Linked DNA regions of Mus musculus: region 1 is linked to region 2. Evidence: chromatin contacts called from public HiChIP or PLAC-seq data. All regions are on one chromosome and are shown on one strand. The core of a region is the stretch at or near the end of the contact, and the rest is flanking DNA. Distances in the headings are between cores, read along the strand shown.

Evidence for each region. HiChIP or PLAC-seq counts read pairs in DNA pulled down with a chosen protein or histone mark.
Region 1: a contact with region 2 is called in an H3K27ac HiChIP or PLAC-seq map of microglia, with 6 times the contacts expected there. The contact joins two enhancer-like sites. A contact is called at or near these places in 1 of 39 promoter capture datasets (embryonic stem cells), 1 of 484 Hi-C or Micro-C datasets (adipose-derived mesenchymal stem cells), 1 of 115 datasets of contacts at active chromatin or transcription factors (microglia) and 2 of 9 other capture datasets (embryonic stem cells and liver).

The regions. Positions count from the first base shown.
Region 1 is chr13:113,655,338-113,660,892 of GRCm38.p6, forward strand. It overlaps Gm34586 (a long non-coding RNA gene), which reads left to right and starts at 5,483. Exons shown (of 6, transcript XR_382933.3): 1 at 5,483-5,547. Within about 2 kb of position 2,089, at least 14 of the 459 cell types and tissues checked have an H3K27ac peak or open chromatin away from gene starts, as enhancers often do. A contact at or near this core is called in microglia, where this site is marked.
Region 2 is chr13:113,487,397-113,492,592 of GRCm38.p6, forward strand. The region is part of intron 1 of 4921509O07Rik (RIKEN cDNA 4921509O07 gene); the gene reads right to left. Among named protein-coding and RNA genes, the nearest start is that of 4921509O07Rik, 13 kb to the right of the region's middle. Within about 2 kb of position 3,300, at least 54 of the 459 cell types and tissues checked have an H3K27ac peak or open chromatin away from gene starts, as enhancers often do. A contact at or near this core is called in microglia, where this site is marked.

The sequences.
Region 1 (5,555 bases), core at 839-3,338, 170 kb after region 2:
CACCACTGGAGACATAGCTGCTCTCATTTCAATTTTTTCTTGTTTTCATCTTGCATGTATATCACTCCATCACAGCCTCTCTTGTCACACTGTCCCCTTCTCAATGTGACATGAGCATTTTAAGGACCCTGTTTACTCTTGGCTGAGCCGTGTAGAATGTTTAATAGTCCTGGGTCTCACATGCTAAAGACTAAGAAGCCCCTCTCATAGTGGCAGTGCTGATGGAAAACTATTCCAAAACTTGTCCTGTTGCGAATACCATGGGGACATCAATCAAACATAGACTCAAGGGCCTCCCAGCTCTTCTAAAACCCAAATCTAATTATAGGGCCTGAAAATCTTTACATAGCAAATATTCCTTGCCTGAAATGTTTGAATATACATAACAAGATGTACTGGGAACAGGACCTAGTTCTATGAAATTAATTTGCATTTTATATATACTCTAGACACATAGCCTGAAGGTAATTTTATGTGCGGCTTTCAGTGTGCTGATATTCCAACAGCGATTGTCACATCTGGTCAGTTGAAAAAATTTCCACTCGTGATACCACATCAGCACTCCCAGGTGTTCAATTTTTGAGCAATTCAGATTAGCGGTGCTTGATCAGATGGGCCCAGGAAACTATTTTGAGAAGAAAAATCAGAGAGCAGGAACTCTCTCTCCCGCTTTCCCTGATTTGTCAGCTTCTGGTTGTCATCCAGATGTTAGCTACCATGGAGGCCCCAGCGTGAGGCAAGAAATGCAGAAGAAAAACTTATGTCACACAGTTGAGTCTAACTGGAAATGTTCTTCAAAAAAGTAAACATGACTTAAATAATCTTTACCCTTGACACCCCAAAGAATTATCCACCCTTCATTTCTTGTCATGGGAATGCTTATTTCCATAAAGTTGCTTTTTTGAAGAAATCTGTGAAAGCATAATCTCATAGGACAATGTGTAACATTTTTAAAACTGAGAAAATTAGGTGAGCGAACTGTCCAAAATTTTCCAGCCTAGAGAGGGGCAACCTTGGATCACAAACTCCTGCTGATTAATATTCATTTGCTTTCGAAGTCTACATCCCTAATTATTCTGGTCTTGACCATGAAGCCATGGCCTTTGAAGGTTTGTTTGTTTGTTTGTTTGTTTGTTTGTTTGTTTTTTAAATTTGGCTTCATCTCTGGGGTCAAGGTGTTCTATGGACTTCATACCAAAAGAGCTATTTCAAATCTGCTGTCAAGTTAAAAAAAAATAAAATCAATTACACAAGAAACTACTTGTATCTCGTTCAATAGCAACAGAAAATTGAAGGCACATTGAGTTTTCCAGAGCTTTGAAATGTTATTTTGAGAAATGGAGGACGCTGACCTTGGCGAGAAAACACAAGAGCACCGAGGAATCTGAGCCTGTAAGGATTAGTATTAGAGGGACAGGAGATGCCAGCCAGCAGCTCCAAGATCAGCACAGCATGATACAGGGTGTCAGAGGGTACCACCATGGGGATACAGGGTGTCACAGGGCACCACCATGGGGATACAGGGTGTCACAGGGCACCACCATGGGCAGTGCATCTCTCCAAAGCCACAGGGCAGAAAAGGGCCACTCCCATCTCAGTGTATTGGTCCAAGAAAGCACACGCCACTTTGCTCTGGAGGAGCAGATAACTACCTCTCTCTGGAGGATCTGGGGCCTGAGAATCTTTTTGGCATCTTTAATCCACCTCTTTTCTTTACTGCTTTGAACGTAATGAGAGCTGGATTTAGGTTGGTATTTCCAAAGCTCTTTTACATCCGGCCTCACAAGTCTGGAGATGGTTCACCTTGCTATTGTGACTTTCTTCAAATGTGAATGTAATTACAAAAACAGAAAACAAAACAAAAAAAAAGATAAACTATTTTGTCCCAAAGACTTGCTTTAGAAAGGGGGGGGGGTAATAACTCTGAGGGAGGGGAAAGAGAAGTCTTAAATATCTTGCAGGTCCTTCTGCACTCTATTTTAAGAGGTGGCAACTGAGCCGAGGAAGGAGCTACTTTTAGCCTTAGCGGCTACAGCAGCGAATGCAGACTTTTTGAGGAGGGAGGACCCACCACAGCTTCACTTACTGCGAGCTTCTGCTTTCGCTCTGTGAGTTGCTACATCTCACAGGACAGCTCGGCCCTCAGGGAAGAGTCTGCGCTGCTCTGACACTTGGCAAGGATACATCAAACCAGAAGAGAAATAAAAGACACAGATATCTTCAAAAGCCACAGAAAGAACTCAGTAGACCCAAACTAGACAGAAGCAGAAAGCCGCAGGTGGGCTGCGTGGGGCAGTATAGATCGGAAGGTTCGGGAAAGGGCCCATGTGTTAGGGGCCTGGCTCCGGAGCTTGGATGAGCAGGAAGGGAATGAAAGTTTAGGTGGGGCCTCAAGGGAGGTTGTCAGTCACTGGGGCAATTCCTTGGAGAAGATAATGGAATACTCTTTCTCTTTCATGCCTGCCTGTGAGGGGAACAGTTAGCGTCACTGTGTGTTGGAGTCATGGTGTGCGTCTCAGGCCTAAAGCATCGGCACTAACTAGTTATGGAGGGAAACCTCCAAAACTTAAGCCAAGACGAATCTTTCTCTCTTTTTAAACTGATCTGCTCAGGCCTTTTGTTACAGTCAACGAAACCTTAACACACCCCGTGTAACCTGCTGGCTTCTTTCCAAGTAGAAACGGTCAGTGTCAAAAGGAAGTTTGGATTTTTGCCTAAGAAAGAAATACAAAATTCTAGGGACAGGAATTGTGCTTCCTGTGTGAGACAGAAGGTAGTGGTGGTGTGTGGAGCCCTTTTGGCTCAGGGAAGAAAGATATCCCTCTAGGTTCTCTAAGAAGAAAGAAAAGGCCTCTGGGCTCCATGTTTGATTGATGATTGAATCTTGGATGTTGGCAAAGTCACTGAAAAACAGGTTTTCTAAAACCCCTTAAAAATGAGGACAAAGGCAATACAAAGTTTAACCTCAGTGAGGGAAAGCTACTTTGTAGTTGAAAAGGAGACATCAGCTATCCTGCTACACGAAGTAAGCCTAAACCTCAGACTTCCTAAGCAGGCAGAGAGGCTTCTTACTGAGAAAATCAGAAACATACATGCTTGGAACTTGATCATCATCAGTTTGGATTTATGTATGGGGTAGAGTGGGGTATGTCCACTCCATAAGTGGATTGCTGTATAGAGAAAAGAACTCTATTAAAGCCACAGGCATGGCAAGGCACACAACGAAGTGCTACAGGTTTTATCGCAACAGAAGTGAGATCTGGCCACTTTCTGAGCATTATTTCACACAGTGAAAGTGTTTGAAAGTGTCAAGTCCAAAACTCAGTTTCCGACAATGTGATGAAATTAAGGGGGTTGGGGGACTTTTAGGAAGAGACAAGGTCATGATCTGGTTTCTCATACAAGAGCCTGACAGGCGTCTGTTTATCTTTCCCTCCTGCCTGGGAGCGGAAGAAGGAATATTCTGAGTGTATACAAGCCCCTATCCAAAAAAAGAAAAGGCAAGAAAGAGAATTAACTGTAAGTAAACACAGAAAATCAATATTTTAATTCTTCTCTCAACCTTATTATTTAATAGCTTGTAGAAAGAACAATGGCTATTGGTGAAAGGTAGAGTTTGGTTAAGCTGGAAGATTTTTCTTTTAAACCTGAGCTTGTATCTCACTTGTTTTTAATAATAAGTATTGGACACACTAAGTTTAACCAACAGCAGTTTTCAGATAATCACATTAATAAGAATAAATCTGAATCCTGACCCACTGACTTTTAAAAAATCAGTTGTCCTCCCTGGCTGTTTACTTTCAGATTGTCCCATACAGATCCTATTTGCAAATTTTAATGCATAGGTCTTCCACAGGTGAAGCTGCCCGCACCCTGTCCTCACCAGAGAATTTTAAGCAGCGGCAACTGGGCGTTTACAGAAATTCATTTCTGGAACAAGAGGCCATGGCTGTAATAAACACATAAGACTAACATATAAGGAGGAAAAATTAAAACCCCTGACCAAGGTCAAAGTTTTGTAGGAAGGCCAAACTCTTTGTTGAGTACATTCTTGTGAAATAAGACAGTACAGTTCATTTTCTAGTCTAATGATACGTGTAGCAGACCATGCTAAAGGACATCTGGGGCTTGCTTAAGGGGCTGAAGAAGAAGAGTGCTACAAAATGGAGGCCAACCTGAGCTACTGAAACATTGACTCAAAAATCTGAGAGGAATGGAGGTGGGAGAGGGAGAGAGAGCAGGAGAGGGAGAGATATGTGGGCAGACATGATTATTCAGAATGAAAAAAAAAACAAGAAAAACTCAACCAGAAAAGAAAGAAACAAACAAACAAACACCCCTTTCAGGTGACTTTGAGAAGAGCCCTTGTGCTCCTTAAGTGTACTGAATCGCCAGTACGATCAGCACTCTGAAGGCTGACGGTAAGCTTGGGCGAGCTGGACTTCTTTGAACATGCAGGAACAAGGGGTTGGTTTCCTGCTTGCTTCTTAGTACTTTGCTGTCCTCATAGATGAGGAGAGCCAGCTTCAAGGCCTGTGTTCTTTGTTTTGTTGGCAATACAAGGTTTCCAGTGTTATCTCTACCTTAGAGGGCAAGCAGGTAAGATTGAGGTCAAGGACAGATTAAAGGCCTGAGTGTCGTTCATACCCTGGGAGGTGAATGTGAAACTAATTCTTCAAAATGCCAGTCACTTCTAGACTTCCAGGATGCAAGGCCGGCAGCTCAACTACAGACAGAGACGGGCTAACTTTGGTTTACAAATGACAGGGAAACAAAATGTTGGAAACATTTAAGATTGTTTTAGCACCAGAGGGTTAACTTTAGATATAAGAGGGGGCATGGGGGGGGATCGATAAAATTTGAAGGTAGCATTAAGATGCCAAGCAACAGATGTCATAGGTTGTCACATTTGCCGGCCCTTTGCTTCCTGCAGTATTACAGGTGCATTTGGATGCAAGCTCTGTGACCTCCCCACCTTTCTGAATGTGTCACCCGCCTCCCAGATGATGCAGTTGCCTGCATCCTGAGACGCTTCCTGGGTGCAAATCCAATTCTCTGCTCCTCCACCTCTTCCTATCTCACAAAATGGCACGCAGACCAGGTTCCAACCAGAGACAGAATTGTACTTCTCAAGAAATCTTAATGAGCACACCATCTGTGACAGGGTGGCAGAGACAGGGAATTAATGAGGAATGGAGATATGCCAGGGGCAAGAAGGTGAGAAGGCCACATCTTTTACAGAAGGGTCCAATGTTGTAATTCCACATACTCATAAGGACTGGATTATCCCTTAGGGATCTGTCTGCTGGAGGACACTGGCCCTGGAGAAACGTTGGTCAGCTGCACTGTGGAAGTTAAGTAGGAAAAACAAGCCTTGTGTGCTGTGTGGAAATATCACCTGTCAATAAAAAGCTGATGGCCTATTAGCAACAGGCAGGAAGTAGAAGGTGGGAGTTCCAATAGACAGATTGGAACTCTGGGAAATAGGCAGAAGCCGGAAGTTTGTCCTCGCCTCTGAGGAAGTCCGGGGCATGAAACTGAGGAGAGGTAACTAG
Region 2 (5,196 bases), core at 2,050-4,549:
CCATACACAGGCACTTCTTTCTTTTACTGCCATGCCTGCTGCTCTCTTTGGAGTGCACCAAATAAACTTATCCTCTATCTGTTCGGGTTTAAAGCCACAATTCTTTCATCCACCAGCAAATCTCCCATCACAAGAAGCTGCAGAGGCCTTTGAACACCCTTTGAACTTGAAGTCCAGGGTCACGGGCTGTACAAGGCTCCCACCGACAACAATCCTTTAACCAAGGGTTTTATTGTCAAGATGTTGATTTGCAAATGGGAGAGTCAAAGCTGCTTTTTATTTTCTTAGCCGTGTTATAAAAAAATGTTGAGTTAATTCTAGGAATCTTTTCAAATTATTACTTGCTGTGCAAACTTAGTAGGTTCTGGTTAGCACCTTTGCTTAGCTTCATGGCAAGGAGCCAGGAAGCCAGATAGATACTGCCCCTGGCCATGGGCATTGGTACTGAAGGTTCCGCTGGAGGCACAGCTCGTTCACTGTTAATGTTCCTAAGTCGAGAAGAAATGAATATCTATTAAGTAGCCAATTAAATTCAACACGCAGCCAACACACTAGGACATTGATTGGGTTCTTTTCTTATTTTCTTTTTCATTCATTTATCTATTTCTGAGAGTAGGAATCAAGAAACTTACAATCTAGGGGGATAATCAAAAAACTTAAAAATATTAGAGAATGTATATTTTAGAGACTTCTGTTGAAGTTGTCAACGAAAAGAAAGAAAAGGTACGGCATTAGTTCAGGGTATTTCAAAGATCAAGCAGACCTAAGCACATCTACTGTTTTGAACATATGCGCTGGTCTACAGAGCTGTGTATGCTCAGATGCGAGATGATCTTTGGACCAGGACAGATCTCAGTTTTCTGCAGCACTGTGCTTACATCTGTTATATTCCTATACAACAGACTATATAGGCTTAGTTTTTTCAAAACCTACTTTAATTAGGGTTCTCAAATGCTGCAAACCCCCCAGCCCTGCCTTCTAACCTACCATCCAAAGGTAGGGGAGAAAAGATTGTAAATAGGACAAGGGGATGTGAACCTGTTTAGAAGTAGTTCTTTGTGGGTAATTCCAATCTCCATTTGTCAGAATACCAGCAGTCCAGTCCAGTAGTGTCAGGATACCAACTTTACTGTTCAAAAGTGTGCCATCAAACACAAATCAGCAACAGCTGCACAATCCAGCAGAAACCCCCAGGCCTCCACTGAATCAGCAGGAGTCAGCAGGAGCAACCAGGACCAGCCAGGACACCAGAGGCTCTGTATTGTGTCTCTCTCAATGAAGAGCAGCAGAGACTGGAGACCAATGAAGAGTTGCACAGTTGGCTATGCAAGCACCCCCTCACTGTCCATTGAGCCCTATGTATACTCTCTCTAAACACCACAAGTGTTCTAATGTGTCTGGCCTCAGCAGAACATCACCTGAGCCTGCCTCACAAGACACAACCAGAAATTTCCACTTAAAAGACTCCTTCCCCCGAACTAACCACACACAATCCCTTACTTAGAAAGCAGGTTAACTTTTGCCAGCACTAAATCAATCAATCAATCAATCAATCAATCAACAAGGAGCAGATACAGAAGGTCATTGAGACACTGTCACAGAAGCTTCAAGCAAAGGGGAAAGAACTCAGTGAATTCCAGGAGAAGCACAACATTCATCTTATGGAAGAGGATGAGAAGTCAGCAGTCAAGGAAAACTCAGAGAGGGCTGGGGCTAAGCCCAGCTCAGCAGGGGTGTTGGCCTTTTAGGAGCCAAGGCCTCTGCATTTTTTTTTTTACCTTGATTCCCACTTCTAATTTCTTTTTATGGTTGTTGTTGTTTTCTATGCTATTGCAATTATTTTTTAATTAGATGTTTTGGTCAGAAATACATACATATATACATACATATATACATACATACATACATACTGGTTTCCCTTCATAATCCCTAAATGGCCACATTCAACTAAAATCATAGGTTGCCTTCCTCAAAATCCAGGGTCTCTTTGTCCCAGAACCCCGGGAAAAGATCCTGGGATTCTTATGACTTCAAGGACACTGTGTCTTCTGTAGTGGATCTTAACAGGAAATATCTTTAAACCAGCAAGAGAGGTTTCTGAAAAGAAAACAGGAAAGCCAGCTTTATGATTCCTCATATCTAAAATGGGGACAGACCTCCCTTGCTGAGTAATTGTGGGTCGTACCTTAAAGTCCCTAGAATAAAACATGCATTAAGCAGCTGTAGTGTCTGACTCAATCAGTGGTTCTCAACCTGTGGGTCTCGACCCCAACAACCCTTTCCCAAGGGCTGCGTAAGACCATTGGAAAACACAGATATCTACATTACAATTTATAACAATAGCAAAATTACAGTTATGACATCACAATGAAAAATAATTTTATGGTGGGGGAGGGGGCGTCACCGCAAGATGAGGCACTTTATAAAAGGGTCACAGCATTAGGCAGATTGAGAATCACTAGTTTAAGCAGTGCTGCTGGCCTGGGATAATGGAAATACTGTGGGACAGTGTGAACTTTCTAGAACAGACCTGCTTAAGACAAGATCAGAGACACCAACATTGAGGGACTAACATCAGGGCCATGCTGACAAGAGTGTCATCTGCTCTGGTTTAAGGCGTTTCCCAGGATTCACACATCTGGGCTTTCTGGGAAGACAGCCATTTTTAGGGAAGATTAAGGAAAAACAATCTGACATACAAGTTTGGTTCATGGTGTCACAGGCTCAAGTCAGAGAGAAACTTTTCTTCTCTAGCCATCTAAAGGGGTGGGTCAGAATCGGGGGAGGTGGAATAGGAAAATAAGAATGTGACTCATTTGGGAGTTGGAACGTAGGGAACCTCAGGCAGCCACTGTGGAGGGCCTAGTGGAGAGTGGGGGGTGGGGGGGCATTGGTGGCTTCTACTCAGGGTTGGGGTTGAAAAAGACTAGAAGAGTCAAAGCTATCTCCACCCAAAATGGGAAGGAGACAGGGAGGGAGGCATCACATTTGGGGGCCATGAGAGAGACAGAAGTCAGTGCCAACAACTGCAGAAGCAGGAGACATACTCCAGGGCTTGAAAAAAAAAGCTGTTGCTGCCCCTACGGGAGGATGTCTATCCTCTGTGTGAGTCATACATGGAGCACCATCTCAGGAGGGAAGTAGAGGGCAGGTATGTGTGGGAGCTCTGAGGCTGAAAGGTAAGCAAACAGCTGTTGGCCCTGGGAGGAGGGGTGGGGGTGGCAACAGTAGGAGGCTTCCTCAGTGCTGATGGACAACAAGGTCATACAGAGTCTGCTGGCCACTCTGATTATGCCCTAGAGTCTGAGGCCAAGGAAAACCAGGTCACACAAACCCATTACTTCCTCCTGGACATTACACAATTGCTTGAGCCAAGTTGAAATGCCTTCAAGGAGCCACGATAAAAATCATTTTAACCCCCTACGTTGTCTTAAACTGCTAGAGAAATTTTAGCACGGGTTTTGTTCCTTTTTTTTTTTTTCTCTCTCTCCTTTTCCTTAAACACTTAAATGCTTTTGGAAAAATCTTTTTGCTCTTGGCTACCAGGGCAACTACTCTGGGCTACACTGGGCATTACTCTGGGCGCTCAGAAGAAGTAAGTCTTTAGAGTATGCATAGATCTTATGGTAGGAACCAGTCTCTGTCCCTCTTGTCTTCAACACAGCTTTGTCTGGTTATTTTTTTTTTTTTATCATAGCTGCTTTCATTATTACTCTATTCTGCCTCTTTCTGGCAAAGCCACCTAGCATATTTGTTGGAAGCAGCTGGGATTGCCTTAGTAAATGTTCTGGTTACAGAGAAAGAATGTGACGATTTAATCTCTTTCAGGACAGAAAAGGCTTTCTTTAAACCTCCTATCCTTTTTCTCTTGGGCCCTCAGAATTGAGGTTAATGTTGCCCCCCCCCTCGCCTCCCCCAAATATTTTTTTGTATGAGGGATTTTTTATTCTGTCAAATAGATTTATTTCCTTATCAGGCAGAAATGTGGGTACAATAAAGAGATCTCATTGCATATGACTCTGTACACGAGGTCTAGGGTGCCATGCCACAACAATATTTGGTTTTACAGATGATTTAGGAAGACTTTTGTTTTGTAGCACCTGTTGCCAGGCACACAGACACACTCATGCCCCAATCTTTACATTAGTGTTATGTGGGATGGCTAAGGTTTCAGCATCTAACCTTGGTTTTATTAAGTAACAAACAAACAAACAAATCGAAGTCATTTAAGAGTAAGCCAATACATTCTTAAGTTTAAAGGAAAAGACACAAAACAGGAAGAGGTCAAAGAGCTTTGACTAAGAGATCACACCCATGGAGTTAGCAGCACCACATAGCTGCCTCTTGTCCTCACTCCGGTCCCTACATCAACCTAAAAGCACCACCCTGCTTTCCAGCATCACTCATTATGGCTTTGCCTCTTTCTAGTCTTTATCCTTGGGTATTTGGTTTCACGAGGACCTTTCAGGACAGTCTCACTGTTGTAAGTTGTAAATGTTAGGGATTTTTATGCACACCCCAGTTCCTGAATAGGCATGAAGACTGTATTTATTTATAAGCTTTTGGCCTTATAGCTAGGCATTGTTCCCCTCGTTCCTAGTTACCTCTCCTTTCTTCTCAACCTGCTTATTCCTTCGTGTCCGTCAGGATGAATCTTCCGTGCCTGACTCCTTCCTGGAGTCCCTCTCCCTCTCTGGAAGTTCCACCGTACTATTCTGCGTATTGCTGTAGGTCATAGGCTTTTTATTTTAACCAATCGGAAGGTGACAGAGAATATTGTCCAGAAAATACTAAGGCAGGAGATGGTTACCTAAATCAGTCAGGTCTCTGCTGGTTCAGAAACCAACATTTGAATAATACAAGGATAATCTTTATACAATGCACAAAAACATTACTCCAACAGTAAGTAGCAATTATATGCTTTAATTTTTATTGGTCTATATTGCCATTACATAAATATATGTAATGCATACAACAATACATGTGTTGTACTCATTTCTGCTAGTTTTCGAATTTAGTTATTTCTAATTCTTCTGTACACTTTGATCTTACAGCCTTTTCTTTTGCTCCAGGCTGTAGTGGCAACAACTGCTCATAGCTCCAGGATTCCCACTGGGACTCTGGCATTACATGGCTAGAACCATCCAAGTTCTGGACAAGAGAATGGAAGACAGAACACACATGCTAGTCGGTTAG